Linked DNA regions of Mus musculus: all the other regions are linked to region 3. A link is a contact called in public promoter capture Hi-C data. All regions are on one chromosome and are shown on one strand. The core of a region is the stretch at or near the end of the contact, and the rest is flanking DNA. Distances in the headings are between cores, read along the strand shown. Region 1 has its middle 9.4 kb from the start of Eif4ebp1. Region 2 overlaps Rab11fip1 (RAB11 family interacting protein 1 (class I)). Region 3 overlaps Hook3 (hook microtubule tethering protein 3).

Region 1 (2,941 bases), core at 274-2,773, 1.2 Mb before region 3:
CAATGTTGTACAACTACTCCAGAGCACAGGAGTATGTTCCAGTTCACTCTACAAAGCTAGCATATGCCAAACAAGACTGGGAGGGCACTGGAAGGAAAACTATCAGCTAATATCTCTCTCGAACTCAGATGCAAAACTCCCAGTTAAACATCCACTGACTGGAAGTCCCCCTTGAGGAGAAGCCTGGTGCCAGCTCAGGCACAAGCCTCACTTTCCCGGGCTTCGTGGCTAGGAATCCAAGCCACTAGAAAAGTGCTCCTCGGCAAGTAGGGCAACTGAGCTTTGTTCTGGGGGCTACGAAACCCAGCGCTGAGCCCCCCTCCCGGGGCGTGGCAGAGGGGAGGAGCCGCGGAACACAAAAGCAGAGGTGGTGGAGAAAACCCCGCAGAGAAAAAAGGCTGCAGGCAGCCGGAGCTTGGAGCTTAGCGGATAATGAGGGTGCTCTGTGGAGTCCTCAGTGCCGTCTTGACAAGGTTGCTCCCTCCCTCCCAAGCTTACTGTTTTGGAAACAAGTTCCTATTGCAGGATATTCGATCACATTGTGACCCCCTGAGACTGGGGGGGGGGGGGGGTCTAGTTGTGGTGTGGTTCAGCCCTTAGCACACTCCTTTAATCGTCTCTAGCACATACCTTTAATCCCAATGAAGGTAAAGTTAATTTGTAGAAGAAAACACAAAAGTGACATCTAGGGCTGGAGAGATGGCTCAGCCGTTTAGAGCACTGACTGTTCTTCCAGAGGTCCTGAGTTCAAATCCCAGCAACCACATGGTGGCTCACAACCATCTGTAATGGGATCCAATACCTTTTTCTGGTGTGTGTTGAAGACAGCTACAGTGTGTTCCTATAAATAAAAATATCTCTTTTTTAAAAGTGACATCTAGTTGAGTGGCAGACGAAGTGGCAAATCAGATAAAGATTTGACAGAATAGGAAGTAGCAGGTAGTTTCTACTACCTCGCTTTAAGCTCTGGACAGACAGAGGTACCAGCCCCCACCCTGGTTCCTGTGGATCTGAGGATAAAAGACACGCATTTTTATGTGTTTTAACTCAATGGTCAGGCACTTCTAAGCCTCCCTCAGCTAACTTTCCCATGGCCCTTACTCCCCTTCACTCCCAGCTTAACACCTCTAAATCTGCCCTCAGTCTAGCTGTTCAGTTACCTTTAGTCTTAGCTCAACACCTTTAAATCTGCCCTCGGCTTAGTTGAACTTCTGATCTCCCTCCTGCAACCCCAGGCCCAGTCAGGCTAGCAACCAATAGTCACTCCACCCAAGATTTCACATGGCTAGTGGCTCTCTCTCCCTCTGAAGCATGGTGAATTTTCTTTCCCCTTCCTGCATCTATCAGCCTGCCTATGGGAACCTGGAAGTCGCACCTTTTCCACCCAGCCATTGGCTGCCAACATCGTTATTGCTCGATCAAGAACCAATTGGAGAACAGGACCTTCAGTATTTACATGCAAATTCCCGGGCCAAAGCATCAGAACCGCCCCCTACAATAGGATACGCCCAACTTTCACAAGAAGAGAGAGGAAAGGGGCAGTTTACAGAGACAGGTTGTAGAAAGAGAGAGAGAACAAGCCAGACACGGGTGAGGACAGAAAACCAGAGAATGAGAAGGAGCAGAAGATTAGAACAGATTGCTGGAATTAGTTTGTGACCAAACCAAACAATTCAGTAAGAAACTGAGAGGTCAGACGGAATCAGACAGCTTGAAGAGGAGTTTGAGCCAGGACAGCTGAGTTGAATCAGCTATCCAGTGCTCAATAAGAACTAGGAAGGGGTGAGTTTCTCTATCAGTAAGTCTCAAAGGCTGAAAATATTCTAGGTCTAGATAAGATTGTATGGAGGTTAGAAGTTTCTAAGACTAGGCCTAGTTTAGCAGAAGGCAACGATCTTCCAGAGAACAGGTGAGTTAAAGATACTTCAACATGTTCCTATAGGTTTCTCAAGGTAGGCATTGTCACTCTGTCGTATCCTGTTTGTGGCTGTGGTCCAAGGGTTTGGGGAGTGGGTATGTGGCAGAACATCACTGAAGCTCCCTAAACGCAACAGGATTCAAGCGAGAGAAACCAGAAGCTGAGGAGGGAACTTGGCTCGCTTTTCAGACTGGAAGCTCAGCTTTGCTGAGGCAGGGGAGTGAGGTCTAGGATTCTGATGAACAGCTCAGCTCCCGGCCATGCACATTCGTGCTGGGGTTATATCGGGCTAATCTGTCCCGTTCTAAGTAAACTCCAGCCTAGCAAGCTTGGGCTTGTGCTGTCTCTTCTAGTCAGCAAAGAATGGAGCCAAGCTGTTCCAAACCACTCCCCTGCAGCGATCGATGCAAGAAAAGAAAGTGGTGACAATCCCTCAGCTGTTGGTCTCACCACAGGGTGCGTAGCCCAGGAAGATACTGAAAGAAGTACAGACTGACAGAGGTACAAACAGAGGCCAAGGCTGTCCCTGCATAGAGGCCCAGAAAGGCCATTACATAAAGCTGTGGGGGTGGAGCCAGATTTCACTGGAGACCCCAAGATGGTAAGGATGCCAGACTCGTGGGATACCTGCCAAGGAGAGCTGCTAACAGGGAGTGGGACCAGCCGAAGAGAGAGACGTGTGCAGCTCTCCACAAAGCTGGAAGGAGTGGGGGACCTAAAGAGTACTTTGACATCAGACATGGATACGAAGTTCTGAGTGTACCCAACTGATGTTTGGTCTTGCTTTTGGTCCAGTATTTCCTCACTAGGCTCCCCCCCCCTTTTATATTCTATGTCATTGTATGTTAGAAGCATGTGATCTGCCTTTTGGTTTTACAGGAGGTTGTAGTGAAGAGATTGCCATGAGTCTCCAAAGAGACTTTAAACTTTGGACTTTTAAACAGTCCTAGGACCGTGATGGACTACAGATAGGATTTTTGAGGTTGAACTGAATCTATTTTTGCATTATGATATGGCTACAAG
Region 2 (2,931 bases), core at 41-2,540, 1.1 Mb before region 3:
CTCCCCGCCCCCTCCCCCTGTCTGATTTGAGGTGGGTTTAAGCACAGGGCAAATGGCATGCATCACTAAGCAAACCTGTCATCGTGAGACCCCACCCCCACCCCGCCATCCAACAGCATTGCCTAGCTCCAGTGTACCTTGTAAGATATGGTAAGTTGCCAGAACTGTGTGACAGTTTCCTCTTCTATCTAGCTGGCTCCGGCCTTTCCTCAGTGTGAGACTCCTGAGGACATTTTGTTTTTGTTTTTGTTTTTTCGAGACAGGGTTTCTCTGTGTAGCTCTGGCTGTCCTGGAACTCACTCTGTAGACCAGGCTGGCCTTGAACTCAGAAATCCGCCTGCCTCTGCCTCCCAGGTGCTGGGATTAAAGGCGTGCGCCACCACCGCCGCCGCTGCCCGCCCGGCTCCTGAGGACATTTTAATATTTGGGACACAGGTGTCTCTTTAGAATATCTTGTCTGACTATGAGAACATAGCCCACAAGATCAACTAGGTAGGGCTCCACGGGGGCTCACAGAGACTGTGACAGTCACAGACCCAGTGTGGGTCTGAGCTAAGCCCTCTGCATGTGTGTTATGACGTGGAGCTTGCTGTTCTTGTAAGTGGGGCTGTCTCTGACTCTTGCCTGCGCTTGAGATCTTTGTCCTCCTACCGGGTTGCCTCGTCTAGCCTGGATGTGAGGGCATGTGCCTCGTCTTATTGCAACTTGATATGCCCTGTTCAGTTGATATCCCTGGGAGGCCTGCTTTTTTTTTTTTCCCCCTTTAAGAGAAACAGGAGGAGTAGATCTAGGGGCGTGGGGGAGGACTAGAGGAGGAGGTAGAGAAACTGCATTCAGAATACTCTAGGTGGCATTTGCCAGGGAGCTCTCTACCTCTGATTGCAGGTCTTCTTATTCACACCCCCTGAAAGACCCCTCCTGGCAGAATTCGGGTCTGCTTAGGAAAACGAGCAGCAAGAACAGTTGGCGAGGTTTTTGCCGACATGTGGTGCTGCAGGTTTCCAAAGCCAGTCCAGCTCCAGTGCACGAGCAGCGGGGCAGCACAATCGGTGGGAAGCGTTCTGAGCGGAGCGGGCTCTAAGTTTGCTTAAGATAAGCACTTTGCCCCAGGAAACCTTTAGAGAAAGGCGAGCCCGGTCCCAGGAAGAGTCGGGTGGCATTTTCTGAAGGTCTTGAATGTGTTTGCATGCCTGACTGACTGACAGAAAGCCTGGTGGAGAAGCACCCGCCCCAGTACCCTTCTTCCTGACTGGCCCTGCCGCCTGTAGCCCCTGCTGTGGTCATCTGAGCTTCTCCTTTTCAGGTTTCTACAAGTGACATTACAAAAGCCCAAACACCTTTCATCACCAAGGCAACTGTGACTATCAGGGAAGAAAAACACAAATAATCCTCTCAACCTCTTGACAAATATGCAAAGTATTCCAGGCCCCTCCAGGCCCTGGAAAGATAGAGGCTGCCGGGAAGAGCTGATAAAAGACCTGCATCTTCCTGCAGTGGCTGTTCCTCTCCCACCCCTCCTTCCCAGCTGTGTCTCACAAACCATGAAAGATCTCTCTTTGCCGATCAGAGGCCGGCATCTCGCGTGACTTTGTTGGTCCTGGCTGCATCTCTTGATGCATTTCATGTTTTTTCCTGGCAGTTCTCTGTGCTGGATCTCCATTGGTCATCTTACAGATTATGGCTGGTGGCAAGCTATGGTGGCGAGCTATGCTGGCATTTCCCTCTCTCCTTTTATTGTGGGATGTTTAAATTGAAAGAGTCTGGGCTGGGCTTTCCGCTCTGTATTAGAGCACTTGTCTACCACCCATGAAGCCTTGCAGTTCGTCCCTAGCACCCCACCACCACCCACGCACGCACTCCTGTACGCACACATACCCACACAAAGTGGAGGGGAAAGCGGCTCAAACTCTGCCCAGAAAGAATTTGAAAGTGAATCAGGAGAATAAGCTTAAAGCAAGCCTTCTGGTCAAGGAGAATGGAGAGGGACTCAGAGAATGGAGAGGGACTCAGAGAATGGAGAATCCTTGCCAGGTCTGCAGCAGTGCTGGTGGCATTTTCTAAGCTTTGTTTCCCTCCCCTGTAAAGTGAATGCACTTCCCCGGCCATGCCATCCTGTGAGGTGCAAGTGTGGGAGGTGCAGGGCATGCTGGGAGTGCTGCTTGAGGGTTAGGGTTCTACTTTCCTGTGTGCAGACTGAGTCAAATAGCTGGGGGTTGGAGGGTAGAGAGGGTGGGGGAGGGATTGGCCTTTGCTGAGCTACAGTCAAAGGTGAGAGAGGAAGTTGTGCTCATTTGGACAAAACCATCATTTCCTTAAAGTCCAGGCTCTAAGCTTTTAAGTAGGTCACTGAAGAAAACAAAACAAAACAAAACAAAAAAACCCAGTAAGTTCTCCATTTGTGAGGTGGCCTGTGGGTGGCTCTCTGGAGGCCAGGTATTGGGAGTTGTTGTTCCTCAATGGCCTGCAGTGAATTAGGCTCCTAGTTCACTAGAGATCAGGTTTCCAGAAGGAAAATGAATGCCAAGGAGAATCCCCCTTCCTGAAGTTTGCAGTCAGGATATGTCTGGTACCCTGGCGTTTGAAGTAGTTTTGAAGTAGTTTTGCAGAGGGCCATGTAAAATGTTTAAATGATGTTTGCAATATTGTTTTATGATAGCTAAGTTAGAAGTGAATACTTTCCGGTCAGGCTTTCATTACTTCAAACGGTTATAAAGTACAATCATGGGCTGGTGAGATGGCTCAGTGGGTAAGAGCACCCGACTGCTCTTTCGAAGGTCCAGAGTTCAAATCCCAGCAACCACATGGTGGCTCACAACCATCCCTAACGAGATCTGACTCCCTCTTCTGGAGTGTCTGAAGACAGCTACAGTGTACTTACATATAATAAATAAATAAAAAAAAAAAGTAAAAAAAAAAAAATAAAGTACAATC
Region 3 (2,703 bases), core at 192-2,691:
AGTAAGTAGTCTACATGAAATACATTGGACAGTAGACAGGAGGGCCTTGTAACTCCAAGGAAGGTTGGTGTTTGGTTTTGTGGGTCTAAATACAGCTTTTCTTCATATATATTCTTGTTAAAAATTTGGAAACCTTTGCTCTTTTCTCCTGCTGTGAGAACTTTGTGCATCGATTAAACCTGTTTTCACGGCAGGTAGGACTTGGGTAGAGTTTATGCTTACAGAAGTGAGATACATGCTCAGGAGGAATGGAATTTGTTTTCTTTTCTCCCTAAGGAAAATTATGAGACACTTAATAGTGCTTTTTATCTATTTTGTTTGGCTGCAGACTAGAAGCAGCCAAAGACGATTATCGAATCCGCTGTGAGGAGTTAGAAAAGGAAATCTCTGAGCTTCGGCAGCAGAACGATGAGCTGACCACTTTGGCAGACGAAGCTCAGTCTCTAAAGGATGAAATAGACGTTCTCAGGTAAAGAGTCGCCCTTCGCTGCAATGTTGGATTCCCTGCCACCCCCAGCCTCCCAGACACACACAGATGCAAACACACAATGCTCCATCTCAGAGGTTACAGACGCTGGCATCTCTGAGCACACAGACATGTTTAAAAAGAAAGTGTAAATGAGTATCTAAATGGCTTTATAAGCACTTAAATTAATAGGGAAATAAGTATCAAATAAATGTTAGATTCCCATGGCAGTCACTCCACTGCTGTCTGCACTGGCTCTTCCTTCTTGCTACTCTTCTTTAACTGTGAGCCCTCCTAGCCCTTGGTCTGTGTCATAAAGACTGACTTCATTTCTTTGCTGGCAGTTTTCTCCTTCCTTTCCCGTGTTCTCCGTGTAGGTACTCACTGTTCACCATTCTTTCACAATCTCGTCCTCGTGGGAGCCCTTTTTGTTTAAGAACACTACAGTGTGCAGAGAAACGCACATGCTGTGAATTAGTCCCTTTTCCCGTTAGGGATGTTTTCTCTTACCTCCGGGCTGCTACTCACTAGTCCATAGCCCTGTCTCCCATTTCTCTCGGAGCTGTTAATTTATATTTTTATAATTCTTTTCATCTGTCTGCTACCCACCACACCCAATTGCTTAGACTCACTAGATGGCCTTGCGTCGTCCTCCTGAGGAGGAAGCCATGTATGTTTAAGGAATTTAATGTGTGTTAAGTCCTGGTATCGTCTACTATTTTAACATTGTCTGAAACAGCTCTACAGCTGTGGGCATGCTTCTGACTGAGTTCCCGTCGTTTTAGACACTCTTCTGATAAAGTATCTAAACTAGAAGGCCAAGTCGAATCTTATAAGAAGAAGCTGGAAGACCTTGGAGATTTGAGGCGGCAGGTTAAGCTCTTGGAAGAAAAGAATACGATGTACATGCAGAACACTGTCAGTCTGGAGGAAGAGTTAAGAAAAGCTAATGCCGCCCGGGGACAGCTTGAGACATACAAGAGACAAGTAAGAGAACAGAAGCAGAATTCTTCTTAGTGCTGCCTGGCAAGGGCTGTGTCGCAATGCATGACTTTTTAAACTAGCAATCATGTGCAGGCCTTTCAGTCAAATCGAGTGAATACTCTACCAAGTTTTGTTTTTGTGATTTGCCTTAGTCACTGTAAAGAGACACTATGACCAAGGCAGCTAACAAAAGAGAACATTTCATTGGGGGATTGCTTGCAGTTTCAGAGGCTGAGTCCATGGAGCATGGTGACACACACACACACACACACACACACACACACACACACACACACACGGGCAGACATGAGACGTGATGGTTCTGGAGAAGGAACTGAGAGCTCTGCAACCTGACCTGCAGGCAGCAGGAAGAGAGAGTGACACTGGGCCTGGCTTGAGCTTCTAGAACCTCAAAGCCCACCAGTGACACACTTCCTCCTACAGATTCACACCTCCTAATACTTGTGGTTTCTTCAGAAGTTCTCCTTGATGACCAAGCATTCAAATACATGTGCTGTGGAGGACATTGTTATCCCACTACCATATGATGCTTAGCTGTTTTTATATTTATTTCAGATTTATTACATTTTATTTACTGGTTGCAGGGGGCATAGGTGTGCCTCAGCATGCATATGGAGGTCATAGGACAACCTGCAGGAATCTGTTCCCTCCTGTCCCCTGAGACACTATCACATGTATCCCTGGTGTGTCTGGAACTTAAGAGATCTGCTGACTGCTGCCTCTTAAGTGCTAGGGTTAAAAGTCCTAGCACTTTCTAACAGCCCATACCCAGACTGCTTGGTATTTTCTCCTTGTTCTTCCTTTTCACAGCCAGGCTTTTTTTAAATAAACTCTTCATTCCTGTTAAACTCAAAGCTCTTGGTTCCTCTTGTTGGTACCTCTCATTACCCACAGCATATGCATGCATCTCCCACTGTCATTTTAGCCCCTTCTAAGATGGGCTGTGTAACTGAGTTTTACCATCACTGGTATTTCTTCCTATCTTCCTGTCCATCTCGTTCTTGCAAGGAATGAAAGCCCCTATAGATTCTCTGATAATTATTACCATTTTCTAGATGACTCTAGGAGCCTGTCTTACCTAGACAGGCTTTATTTCCTACTTCTCTCCCTTTTGTTAGAGTGATGAATTATATAAACTTATTCAAGTATGGTGAGGATAGGATCTTCATATACCTGTAGACGAGATTGATGTATTTTCTGAAATCTGTTTTGTTTACATTGGAGGGGGTATG

Evidence for each region. Capture Hi-C pulls out chosen DNA fragments and counts their contacts.
Region 1: a promoter capture Hi-C map of adipose tissue shows a contact between it and region 3. The contact joins two enhancer-like sites.
Region 2: a promoter capture Hi-C map of adipose tissue shows a contact between it and region 3, with 2.2 times the contacts expected there. The contact joins two enhancer-like sites. A contact is called at or near these places in 4 of 39 promoter capture datasets (the C10 cell line, hippocampal neurons, pre-B cells and 1 more) and 1 of 9 other capture datasets (adipose tissue).

The regions. Positions count from the first base shown.
Region 1 is chr8:27,249,458-27,252,398 of GRCm38.p6, reverse strand. No RefSeq gene overlaps it. Among named protein-coding and RNA genes, the nearest start is that of Eif4ebp1, 9.4 kb to the left of the region's middle. Within about 2 kb of position 1,523, at least 36 of the 459 cell types and tissues checked have an H3K27ac peak or open chromatin away from gene starts, as enhancers often do. A contact at or near this core is called in adipose tissue, where this site is marked.
Region 2 is chr8:27,158,705-27,161,635 of GRCm38.p6, reverse strand. The region is part of intron 1 of Rab11fip1 (RAB11 family interacting protein 1 (class I)); the gene reads left to right. Among named protein-coding and RNA genes, the nearest start is that of Rab11fip1, 14 kb to the left of the region's middle. Within about 2 kb of position 1,290, at least 135 of the 459 cell types and tissues checked have an H3K27ac peak or open chromatin away from gene starts, as enhancers often do. A contact at or near this core is called in adipose tissue, where this site is marked.
Region 3 is chr8:26,068,824-26,071,526 of GRCm38.p6, reverse strand. Hook3 (hook microtubule tethering protein 3) reads left to right here. Exons shown (of 22, transcript NM_207659.3): 10 at 329-469; 11 at 1,252-1,453. Among named protein-coding and RNA genes, the nearest start is that of 1700047A11Rik, 12 kb to the left of the region's middle. Within about 2 kb of position 1,441, at least 2 of the 459 cell types and tissues checked have an H3K27ac peak or open chromatin away from gene starts, as enhancers often do. A contact at or near this core is called in adipose tissue, where this site is marked.